2 separate regions of the Columba livia genome follow, and region 2 is linked to region 1. A link is a contact called in public Hi-C data. All regions are on one chromosome and are shown on one strand. Each heading gives the region's core, a stretch centred on a gene start, on an enhancer-like site or on the middle of the called end of the contact. The rest is flanking DNA. Distances are from core to core; before and after follow the strand shown.

Region 1 (5,414 bases), core at 1,843-4,342:
GGAACTGCTGGAGAGAGTCCAGCGCAGGGCAACAAAGATGCTGAAGGGAGTGGAGCATCTCCCGTGTGAGGAAAGGCTGAGGGAGCTGGGGCTCTGGAGCTGGACAAGAGGAGACTGAGGGGTGACCTCATGAATATTTACAGATATCTAAAGGGTGAGTGTCAGGAGGATGGAACCAGGCTCTTCTCGGTGACAACCAATGATAGGACAAGGGGTAATGGGTTCAAACTGGAACACAAGAGGTTCCACTTAAATTTGAGAAGAAACTTCTCAGTGAGGGTGGCAGAGCCTGGCCCAGGCTGCCCAGGGCGGTTGTGGAGTCTCCTTCTCTGCAGACATTCCAACCCGCCTGGACACCTTCCTGTGTAACCTCATCTGGGTGTTCCTGCTCCATGGGGGGATTGCACTGGATGAGCTTTCCAGGTCCCTTCCAATCCCTAACATTCTGTGATTCTGTGTGATTCATTCGAAAAGTTCTCAAACATTTTAGTGTAAAGAACTATGGTATAAAATAATACAATTTCCCATTCTGCTTCTTTATCATTTCACAATGTGACTTAGAGTTATTAAAGTATGTTTCCCCAAATCAGGAGTTACGTACTTATCACACAGCTTAACAGCTTATTGTTACAGTAGTTTGTCATCAGTTTTTTTGAGCATTAGTTTACTTGTTCATTCCAGAATGCAGGCTAAGGTTTTTCTGTTGATGATTGCAGCTACTTGGTTTAATTAATTACAGTTTGCTCAAAACCCACATGAAATAGCTGGTCTCCAACCCCAAAAAACTTGGGAAGAAAGAAAAAAACAAACATCCGTACGCTTGTGGGTTATATGGGAGAGATCCAGGAGCTCAGATAGCAAATGCAAAAACGCAGTTCTTTGTGGAAAAGGAGGCTCAGCAAGGAATTATTTAATGCTTTTAGATTCTTTTTTCTCAGAGGCAGCAACAAAAGGACAAGGTCGGTTATCGTGGTGTAGCATGAGACATTTCAGCTAGGTATGAGGGAAGCTGGTGCGTGGGGTTTTTTGCGGGGAAGGGTTGTTTTGTTCTTTACTGGGATTGTGGTCCAACACTGGAACATGTTGCCCAAAGAGATTGCGAAGACATCAGTCCTGGGGATGTTCAAAAGCTGAGCCTTGACCAGCCTGCTCTAGCTGTCTCTGTGCTGAGCATGGGCGTTGGGCAAGGGGCCTCCAAAGGTCCCTTCCAATCTCTGCTATTCTGTGATTTGTATGTGATTCTGTGTATCTTAGTTCCATAAATTACTTATTATAGGCCAGATTTTTCAATACTGTGGCACAAAAGTACGAGATATGTTTCTACTCACGAGGGTAAGTAATTTCTCCATGAAAAAATGGGTGAATTCAGCATATGTACTTTTAAACAGACTCAGTCCTCTGTGTGCAATGTGTTTCAATTACCTTAAGCATAAGGATTTGCCCTATCGTTATTCCTTTGATTTTGTCCCTTTATGGATGGTTACAGTCAGATTTATAATTTTCCATCCTGTTTTCCTTTACATAGGAAGGACTCACAATGTTAAACTGTATTTAAACACTGTCAGTCTCAGTTTCTTGGCCAGTAGCAATTATGTATGGTCTGGGATGATGAAATTTAAATTTTCTTTATGAATTAGTAATAGTTTTCTCCCCATTTCCCAAATGTCCATGTCTATGTACCAAATTCTCAATGAAATCAATTACGTTTTGAATGATATTGTTGAAACAAAGATATCAGCATTCAGAATTGTTGGTTCTTGTAGATTATGTCTTTTCCTTGATGACCTGCAAATAATTGCCGTGATTATTATGTTTGCTGGTAATTTTAAAATAATAGATCTGAGACACATTTTCAACAAGTTTCAGTGGTTGAAAAAGGCTACATTGTAATTATTTAATAAGCTAAGAAAAAAAAAAACCTGAAAAAAAAAAATCTGTTATTTTGCAGATGTTACATCTCTTGTAATGTGAAATGTTATTTTAACGCTTTAGAAAGTGTTTATCTTTGGTCTAAGCAATTATCTGATTGGCACCTTCTTTCTTTTTAATCCCTCACTATCTTTTCTCTTGTCTGGCTTCTTCAGTTTCCCTCCTCCTTTCCTAAGAACCGAATAATAATTAAAGAGAAAAAGTCTCATTAAAATACAGTTAGTTAAATATGTATGTTTTAACAATTATTTCTAATGGAAAACACTACCTGTGATGGCCGCTGCTATTATATGTATTTTGAAATAATTCTGGATTTGAAAAATGCGTCTTGTGTGGACAGACAAAACCTTTCCCTTCCAGAGGTAATTTCTGTCCTGGTGGTGCTTGATTCAACATGCTTAGACTATGTATGAGATGGAAAACTGGGGAAAGGAGAAGCATATGTAGAGCCTGAAGAAAATAGTCAGTTATTAAAACAATTTAGCTCGCCATTAAATCTCACAATTTTTGAATACAAATAGGTTGCTCTCCCCTTTGCTTCATCTGTCGTTTTATTATAGCAGAAAACCTGATGCTGAACAAAATAGGCAGAGTAGCCTGGTAGTTAAAACAGAACAAGAAACCAGGATCTGGATTTTTGGTCTGACTCCACCAATGACAAACTGTATCATCCTGCGCAACTTACCAAACCTCTGAGTCTCGCTTACCGCTCTGTAAATGTCAAATAACTACATAGGATGCTGAAAGGTTTAATTAGAATTAATTTTAGTCTTTCAAGTACTTTGTGTTTCTCAGATGAAACGTGCTGTGCAAGTGTGAAGGATAATTATTATGTTGCGTCTGTGTTTTTCTGATACATTATTACTATTATTTTATTAACTGTGTTTTGAAAAAAAAGCCACGGTACTTACTGGTTTTCAGTTTTGTTTGTATGGTTTAAAGTTAGTCCCTATGAGCACAGTAAGTAATTAAACTAATATTGGCATTGAGTTGTGGGTTTTTTCATTTGAAAATGTTAATGGCTATTAGTAGATTGTCACAAAATGTCTGGCTGTTTCGATACTTCGAGCACCTTGAATCATGCATTTAACTGTAAGATGGGTCATATTGCTCCTAAATGTAGTCAAATAACCAAGCAGTAAAAGCCTGCAATGTCTCTGATAGCTTCCTTGTAGCTGGTCAGGCTTGATCCAGACGGCATTAGGGAGCAATCCTTCAGAAAATTGTCCCAGCAATCAGTGCTGGTGCCAGTCCTGTCAGGGGCTGAGCACCCCTTATGCAACAGGCCACTGCCTGCTTCTCCTTTTCTTTTTTCAACTGAAACACTGAAGTCAAGGGAAGGCTGAGATACCAGGGGATGACACGTAGCACATGGAAGCACGCAGTCTTGTTGGATAGGAGATAATTGTGTTGTTTCCAGATGGAATCGCTGCTACACGAGAAATAAAAATAACTGATTGTAGCAGAAACTCTGTGTCCCAAGGACATAATAATTCAGAAAGTGTTGAGTTATAAACTGTGCTTGTACTTTAACATGGATTTGAGCATGTGATTGGGCTTTTCTTGTAGCTGAGTGTTCATGAGCCTTAAATAGAAAGGCAGTATTAACAAATAAGATCAGATCATTTTGGGATAATGAACTTCTTTCAATAAGGTTATTGTTTTATAGGAAGGTCACAGTCTTTTTGTCCTCACTTGCCATGCACTATAAAGTGTGACCGTACAATTATTTTAACACACAGGACTTCTGTGCTATTTGTAATGAGAAAACATGTCCGGAGAGACAGTCTTTTCCAGTCAAGGCCATAGATGTGATGAAGACAACTTATCTTGCTGCTAGACGTACTGTCTGGAAAACTGCTTGCACTGCTTTGTTGCCCTCCTATTCTAAAGTAGGTTAGAGCATAAAATAAGATGAAGGGGTTTGTGCTATTCTTACACTTTATAGGTACAGCATGCAGATGATTGCAGGTGTACCACAACACTACCTGAGCAAAACACAGACACAGCTTATCCACCAAAGCTGCATTTTTGTCCTGCTCTAGTAAAACCGCTCTTGAGTGAAGTCCTTAACAGTGGCAGTCTTACTGGTGTAGTCGTCCCCACTGTCACTGTCCTAAGTATTAAGTATGTTTGGTGATCCTCACAGATATAGGATAGGGTTGGCCAGTGTGAGCTTTGTCAGCTTTAGACAATAGACTTCTTTGCTAGCGTAGACCAGATATTAAAGGCAAGATTCCACACTTACACAAAAAGTGTTTCTTAAATATGCTAATCTAGCCCTGATTAAGATCTGTTAACATGGGAACTCCAGGCTGATAGTAAAGTGCCATGTGCTAGTTGGCTGTTCTTTTGCAAGCTGGATTACCTAGCAACTTCTGTATTTGTAGGACAGGATGCCAAACAAAAGGGTGCACACATTTAGTCAGGCTTGTTAGCTAAAAAAAAAAAAAAATGTTATTTGGCATGCTTGGCTATTGTGAGGAGTGGTGTGGTGCTGGAAGGTGGGGAATAGGGACAGATTCATTTGGTGACCCCAGCAGTTCCTTGTTTCTCCCTTGCTATCTGTGTCAGCCTGTGATGCCTGTGTTAACACGTAGGATTTGAGATCTGAAGTCATGTCACAAACTAAACGTTGATTGTGCTGTAATGTCTGCTGACCACTGGGTTGCCTGGGGTCTGGTGGTTCTGGCACCACACTGGGCAGACAGCAGTTTGATGTCCAGCACATCCGTGTTGCCCTTTGAGAAATAACTGGTCATGGATACGAATCTAGCTGAGCCGTTAACAAACAGGCTACCAGGTCTATGAAGACTGACAGACTGAAAGGGAATGCAGATGGGTACTATACATTTGCAAGTGTTTATTATTTAAAGTCTGTGACTGGGAAATATATAGAATGAAAGGGTCAGAGAAAGACAGTGTGCCTTGCTGACTTTGCCTTTTAGATTTTAGGATCAAAAAGAAAGAAGGAGGAATATGTCACATTGCAGGTAATTAAGGATTCATCAGGAAATAAGGAACACTTGGTCCCTCTCATAGCTTTGAGGACAAAAGGTGAAGGGTATCTGGTGTAATATCTTCCATATGTGGCATGCTAATTGGAGGATAGAAATGAGGTATTTGGAAAGCTGAATCTAAGCTCTTATAAATGGAAATTGCTTTTGCTTAATGAGTTTGCTAGTAGGCTGAGTGCTTTACTTTTGGAAAATAAGAAAAGATTTTTTTTTTTTTATTACATGTTTGTAAATTAGGGCTAGCCTACTTTTTGAATTAGCCCTAAAATTTAATAACCTATAAGTGAAGAATTATGTTTTTTTTCTCTCCCTATAAATATTTGGGATTTGAATTATGATTCCTAAGCATTGCAGTATCTTCTCATTACCAATGCCAAAGAGTTGCTGTAAATGTAGTCTGGGCTGCTGGCATCTTAGTCTAAGTCTTTCCAGGGTTCTGAAAGCCTCACATTGGGAATGGCATACAGA
Region 2 (5,414 bases), core at 2,127-4,626, 170 kb after region 1:
AGTAGCAGCCTCACCCTTGCTTTGCTTCGCAAACCGCCATGAACCCCCCGAGAGGAGGCGAAGCCTCTCGGTACCCTCAGAGCTGTCCCATCGCCTACATGGCGCAGGGGCTGAGCAGGACTCGCCCGGCTGTGCCTGCACCAGGCCAAGGTGCTCTGGGAGCCGCATTGAGAACATGTGCTGCTGCGCGGCCTGGGCGCCACCACAGCAGGTACCTGTGGGTCCAAATCTCTGTCTTTGGGGTACTGAATTTCTGCCGTGGACGTATGATGCTGGACACAGCATGGGGGCAACAAGTGATGGGGAACTCGGCTCTCCTGCAGGCATCACCCTCACCAAGACCCAGCACACTCAGGTGCTGCCCAAGGGGACGGGACCCGGGGCAGCACCTTTCTGTCACATGCCAGAGGCGCAGCCGCAGCCCAGCCCGAGGGCCGGGAGGCTGGGGCAGCTGTGGGGGCTCGGCTGAGCTCCCCGCAGGCCACCCGGGCGCTGCGCCACAGGCCGGCCCGGGCGTTACTTCACCCCGGGGCCCCGCCGCCTCCCGCCCCACCGCGCGGGGCCCTATCGCCGCCGGGCCTCGCGCCGACTCCCCTCCGCGCCCCGCCGGCCCCGGGCAGGGCAGGAGCCCCCGACGGGATCCAGCGCCCGGAGCCGCCGCCGGTGCCCCACGTACCGCCGGCACCGGAGAGCCCCGGGACGGCGTCTTCTGGGCTCGACCCGGCCGGAGCGAAACTCCCCGGGAGAGGCGACGGGCCCCGGCCACGTCTCGCTCGGACGGGACGGGCAGCGACGCCGCTGCCGGGCGAGCGGGGCCGGCCCTACCCGCCGCCTCCTTTTCGCAAGCCCCGTGCCCGGGTGACAGCTCGTCCGCTGCGCCCCGCAGAGGCTCCACGGCGTGCCCGAGGCGGGCGCCCCGGCCGGACCGGGCCCGTGTCTGGGGCAGCCGGCGGGTGAGCTGCGTGTCCTCGTCCCCCTGACGCCTTCCTCGTCGCTCCCGGCTGCCTTAAGCCCGCTCAGGGAGAGGCAGCGGGCCCGTCGCGGGCTGGACGACCCGCGGCCCAGCCACGGCGCAGGTGGGAGGGGGAAGCCAAGGCTGACTCACAGGCACACACCTGACACCAGTACTTAGGAAATTGCCCTTCTCTTAAAGGCAACCATGTATTTATTTCCCTGGGGCGAATGCGAGGGAGTTGTGCTCCACGGAGGCGCTTTGGTCACCGATCCTGGCTGGGGAAGCAGGTGCCAGCGCAGAGCAGGATGTGCGGTCTGAGGAAGAGGTTTCGCTCTGCTGCTACAGAAAAAGAACTGGGAACACACAGAGAGGCAGATGGTTATGGTAGAATATATGCTGTTTATTTATGAACATAACCAGGACTTTTGACAACCTTTATATGCAGTTCCCCCCCCAAATTAAAAAAAAAAAACCCAACACACAACAACACACCACCAATGTGTGTGCATATACATACATGTATACATACCCATACACACCACATACACACGTGGCACATACATACACACACGCCCAGCACTGCATTCCTGCTGTCACACTTTCAAAGGCTTCATCTCTCCACCTTGTTCTCCTCTCCCATCATGACTATTTCAACTGGACAAATTCTTGTGCGGCTATGACATGAGGAAGAAATGCTTTGCATGGCTACCAGCGCTCTCTGGATGGGGGGCTGTTTGTTTGCTTATTTTTCATTCACACTGGGAGAAGCTCCAGAGTCCAAAGGTGCTGAAGCACTGGAGAAGAGCCTCCTCATCCCCCAACAGATGTCCTGCAGCCCTGAGGCCCACATTCCATCATAGGCCCCCCTGCCTTGGGGTCAGGAGGCAGCGGCCAGCCCAGAACAATGTGAAGAAGGCAACACAGACTCACACTCACCCACCCATACAAATAATAAAATAACATTGCAGCACAAGGGCATAGTCTCTGTCACCAGATAAGAAAGTCATGTGATGGCAAAGAGTTAGTTACTTAAAGTAATGCAATAAAAATAAAGTGTAGCTAGTATACACGGAAAGGCTTTCACATTACATGAGGCACAGCTTGGACAGACAGAGACTTTGAAAGGAGCTAAATGTCCTGGAATAAAGCAAAATACACTGAAAGTTCATAGTAAATACCCGCATCGATAGGTATTTATTCATTTGTGCTTCGTCACGTCGTGACATACAGTACAAGACACTGCTGCTCTTCCTTTCGGTGGAGGAAGCTCACCACGCTCCCTCACAAGCTGCTGCTCTGTCAGTCCCAGGCTGTCCATCAGTCCTGCAGCAGCGGCGGCCCCTGCCCTGCACCCTAACAAGACAGGGCTCCTGGCAGCAGTCCGGCAGCTGCCCCACACCTCAGTGCTCCAAATGGGTGCCCGGCACTGCGCGCCTCTCAGCCTCAGCCCGCTTCTCCCTGGCCTCCCCACAGCTGCCTGTGCCTGCTGCACCGCAGGTCTGCTGAGGGGGCCTGGCCAGTACTCCTGAATGCTCCGTCCCTCAAGCCTGCACATCTCTCACCCTTTTTCCTCACAACCAGCCAGGCTGAGGAGAACAGAAAGCCCCAGAGCTCTTGCAGCCAGCTTTTAAGGCACATCTGGATTGCTATCTGTGCTTTATTACTATTATTATTATTGTTATTTACCCTGTGTAGACACGTGGGCTTTCAAATTTCTTCCTTCCCCCCACCTTTCTCCTTATAAAACCCACCATGTTTTCAGCTTATTTGTGTGTCATCCTTAAGGCACAAATCTTTTAATACTACAGCTGCCTGGCTTCTCGTATTGGTCGTTGTTAAAAACAAACAAAACAAAACAAAAGCAAAACAAAAGTCCAACTCCCTCCCTCCCCCGAAACAATCTGAGATCGCTGCTCTCCGGTATGTATAGTATCTGGAAGTGAGCGAGGGCAAGCGCAGCCGCGGGCGCGGCGGCCCCGCCAGTCCCGGCGCGGCGCTAAGCGCAGCTGCCCATGGCCTTCACCAGCGAGCTCTCGGGCAGCTGCCTGAAGATGCCCCGCAGAGTTTCCAGCTCCCGGGTGAGCTGCTCCACCCGCTTGCGCAGCCGCTCGTTGTCGGTGGTGAGCTCCAGCACCTTCTGCTGCGTCTCCACGTTGCGCTGCTTGGCCTTGTCGCGGCTCTTGCGCACCGCGATGTTGTTGCGCTCCCGGCGCACACGGTACTCGTTGCTGTTCTTGTCCACTGTCTTTTTCGATTTGCTCCGGTGGTCCGCGGACATCATTTTGAGGGCGCCGGCGGCGGGCAGGCCGCCGGGAGGGTGCGGATGGTGCGGGTGGTGCGGGCTGGGCACGGGCGTGGGGGGCGGCGTGGGGTGCCCGGGCTGAAGGTGCATGGTGGTCTGGGCGCAGTGGGCGATCTGGTACTGCAGGTGGGACGGGTGCTGCTGCAGAGCATGGTGGGGGTAGAGGGCCGACAGGGCCGCCGACTTGACCTCCTCCTCCTCGCGGGGCTCCTGCTTAATCACCAGCGGCCGCAAGCCGGGCGCGGCGATGCGCTCGTACAGGGGGTCGAGCTTGCCGTCCATGTAGCCGGCCGCGCAGCCGAAGAGCGGCTGCTGGTGGTGCTGCTGCTGGTGCCCCGGCGCCGAAGCGGCGGCGCCGGCCCCATGCATGCTGTGGAAGTCGAAATCCCCGGCCAGGATGGCCTTGGCTTTCTCTTGCTGCTTGCTGTGCTGGAAGAGGTCGGCCAGGAACTCGTCGTTGAAGGCGGCGGGGTCGATGTAGGCGCTGATGTCGATGGAGTTCTCGTTCTCGCAGATGTCGCCGAGCTCCGCGCCGCCAGTAGCAGGTGCCGCCGCCGAGGGAGCCTCTCTGTAGCTGTAGGCGCTGCCGGGCAGGGGAGTCTGGAGCTGGTGGTGCTGGCCGCTGCTCATCGGGGGCCGGGAATCGACCTCGTAGAAGTTGGCTTGCTCCATGAAGCACCTACAGTGTGCCGGGCATGGTGAAGGGCTCCTGCAATCCAGGTTTCGGACGGGGCAGCGGCGGCGACTCTATCAAGCCCGCGGAACCCCGGCCCGCGGCAGCGAACGGCACCGCGGCACGGTGCGGCACGGAACGGCTCGCCCCAGTCCGCCCGAGCTCCGCTCGCTGCCTGCCTGCCCTGTTGCTAGTGGGCTGCCTCGGTCCTGCGTGCCGTATATATACACACCCCCGCAGAAGGGCCTGGGATCGCCCTCTAGTGTCCTGCTGGGAACCTTTGACCACCGCGCAGCCGGGTCTTAGCGCCCTGGCAGGGCAGAACCGCCCGCCCTCCCGTGGGAGCCGCCGTGGGGAGAGTGGCCCGCACGCCCCGGCTCCCCGCCGACGCCCCGAACTCAGCGGGCACAGGGCGCTGGGCTTCGGCCGCCGAGGACGCTCCGCGCTGGTAAGAGGCCCGAGGAAACAGAGCGGGGACTTCGTGCCCTCCCTTCCCGGGGCCGCTCAGCGTGGCAGGGCGGCCAAAGGCAGCTGGTACATTTCCACCGCCTGCTCTCATCCCTGCGCCGAGCGCTCCGACTCAGCGACTCGCCGGCCGCGCTGCAGAGAAAGTCTCAAAGTTCAACATCACCCGCGCGTTCTTGCACTTATTTGGCCAGTCGGGAATATTTGCCCTGCCGTGTTTGCCTGCGGGACCCAAGGCGCTGCTTCACCCGCGGAGCCCGGCCCCGAGCGGCGCTAGGACCCGTCCGCGGACGGCGCCCGGCGGGCAGGGGCGGAGACCTCGGGGGGCAGCGGCAGATCCCCGGCTCCGCTCTGCTCGGTAGTGATCGGCCGGGGACCGCCCTGCCCTCTTCTGCGCTTATTGTCGGTCTGTCAAGCCCGGCGGAGCTGCCCTCCTGGGACGGGACAGCCCGACCCCGGCCGTCTGCCCGAGCCCCGCGGCGGCAGCCCGGTGCGGGGCACTCCCGGCGCCGGCGGCTTTCGCCGTACGCAGGAAGGGTGGGATAAGCGCGCGGGTCTCCCCCTTCACTCCCGCACGAATCAAACAGGTAAATTTAATTATAGATTTCCCCAAATGAACACACAGCAATGTTGACCAGTGTCGGACGCGGGCCGACTCCGGACGTTTACCCGAGATAACCCGGCAGCACCCAGGTAACCCGGGCGGGTGCCCGGCCCCGCGGCGCAGCCTCCCCGCAGACCCTGCTTCCCTTCCCAGCCTCCGTTTTCCGTCGGCTTCGGAGAAAGCAATCGATGTTCCCGCACGGCGGGACCGGAGAGAGGAGCCGCCTGTCTCAGCCGCCGCGGCTCCTCTCCCGGGGCAGCAGGGTATGTTCCTGCAGCAGCTCCTGTGCGAAGCCACGGCCTTCCTAGGAGCTCCCTTCAGCTCGGGGCGGTGAGGATGCACATAATTTCCTCCTCCTGCGATCCCTCGCAGTCTGCAGAGCAGATGTATCTGTCCTCCCCTCCACACCTCCCAA

Evidence for each region. A called contact is a pair of places that touch in the nucleus more often than the background predicts.
Region 2: a Hi-C map of liver shows a contact between it and region 1, with 2.3 times the contacts expected there. The contact joins two enhancer-like sites. A contact is called at or near these places in 2 of 2 Hi-C or Micro-C datasets (crop and liver).

Annotation. Positions count from the first base shown.
Region 1 is chr13:15,599,834-15,605,247 of bColLiv1.pat.W.v2, forward strand. No RefSeq gene overlaps it. Among named protein-coding and RNA genes, the nearest start is that of SLC7A10, 26 kb to the left of the region's middle. Within about 2 kb of position 3,093, at least 1 of the 3 cell types and tissues checked has an H3K27ac peak away from gene starts, as active enhancers do.
Region 2 is chr13:15,765,720-15,771,133 of bColLiv1.pat.W.v2, forward strand. It overlaps CEBPA (CCAAT enhancer binding protein alpha), which reads right to left. Exons shown (of 5, transcript XM_065028420.1): 5 at 1,335-5,414. The coding sequence starts at 3,929. The coding sequence ends at 2,952. Among named protein-coding and RNA genes, the nearest start is that of CEBPA, 17 kb to the right of the region's middle. Within about 2 kb of position 3,377, at least 1 of the 3 cell types and tissues checked has an H3K27ac peak away from gene starts, as active enhancers do.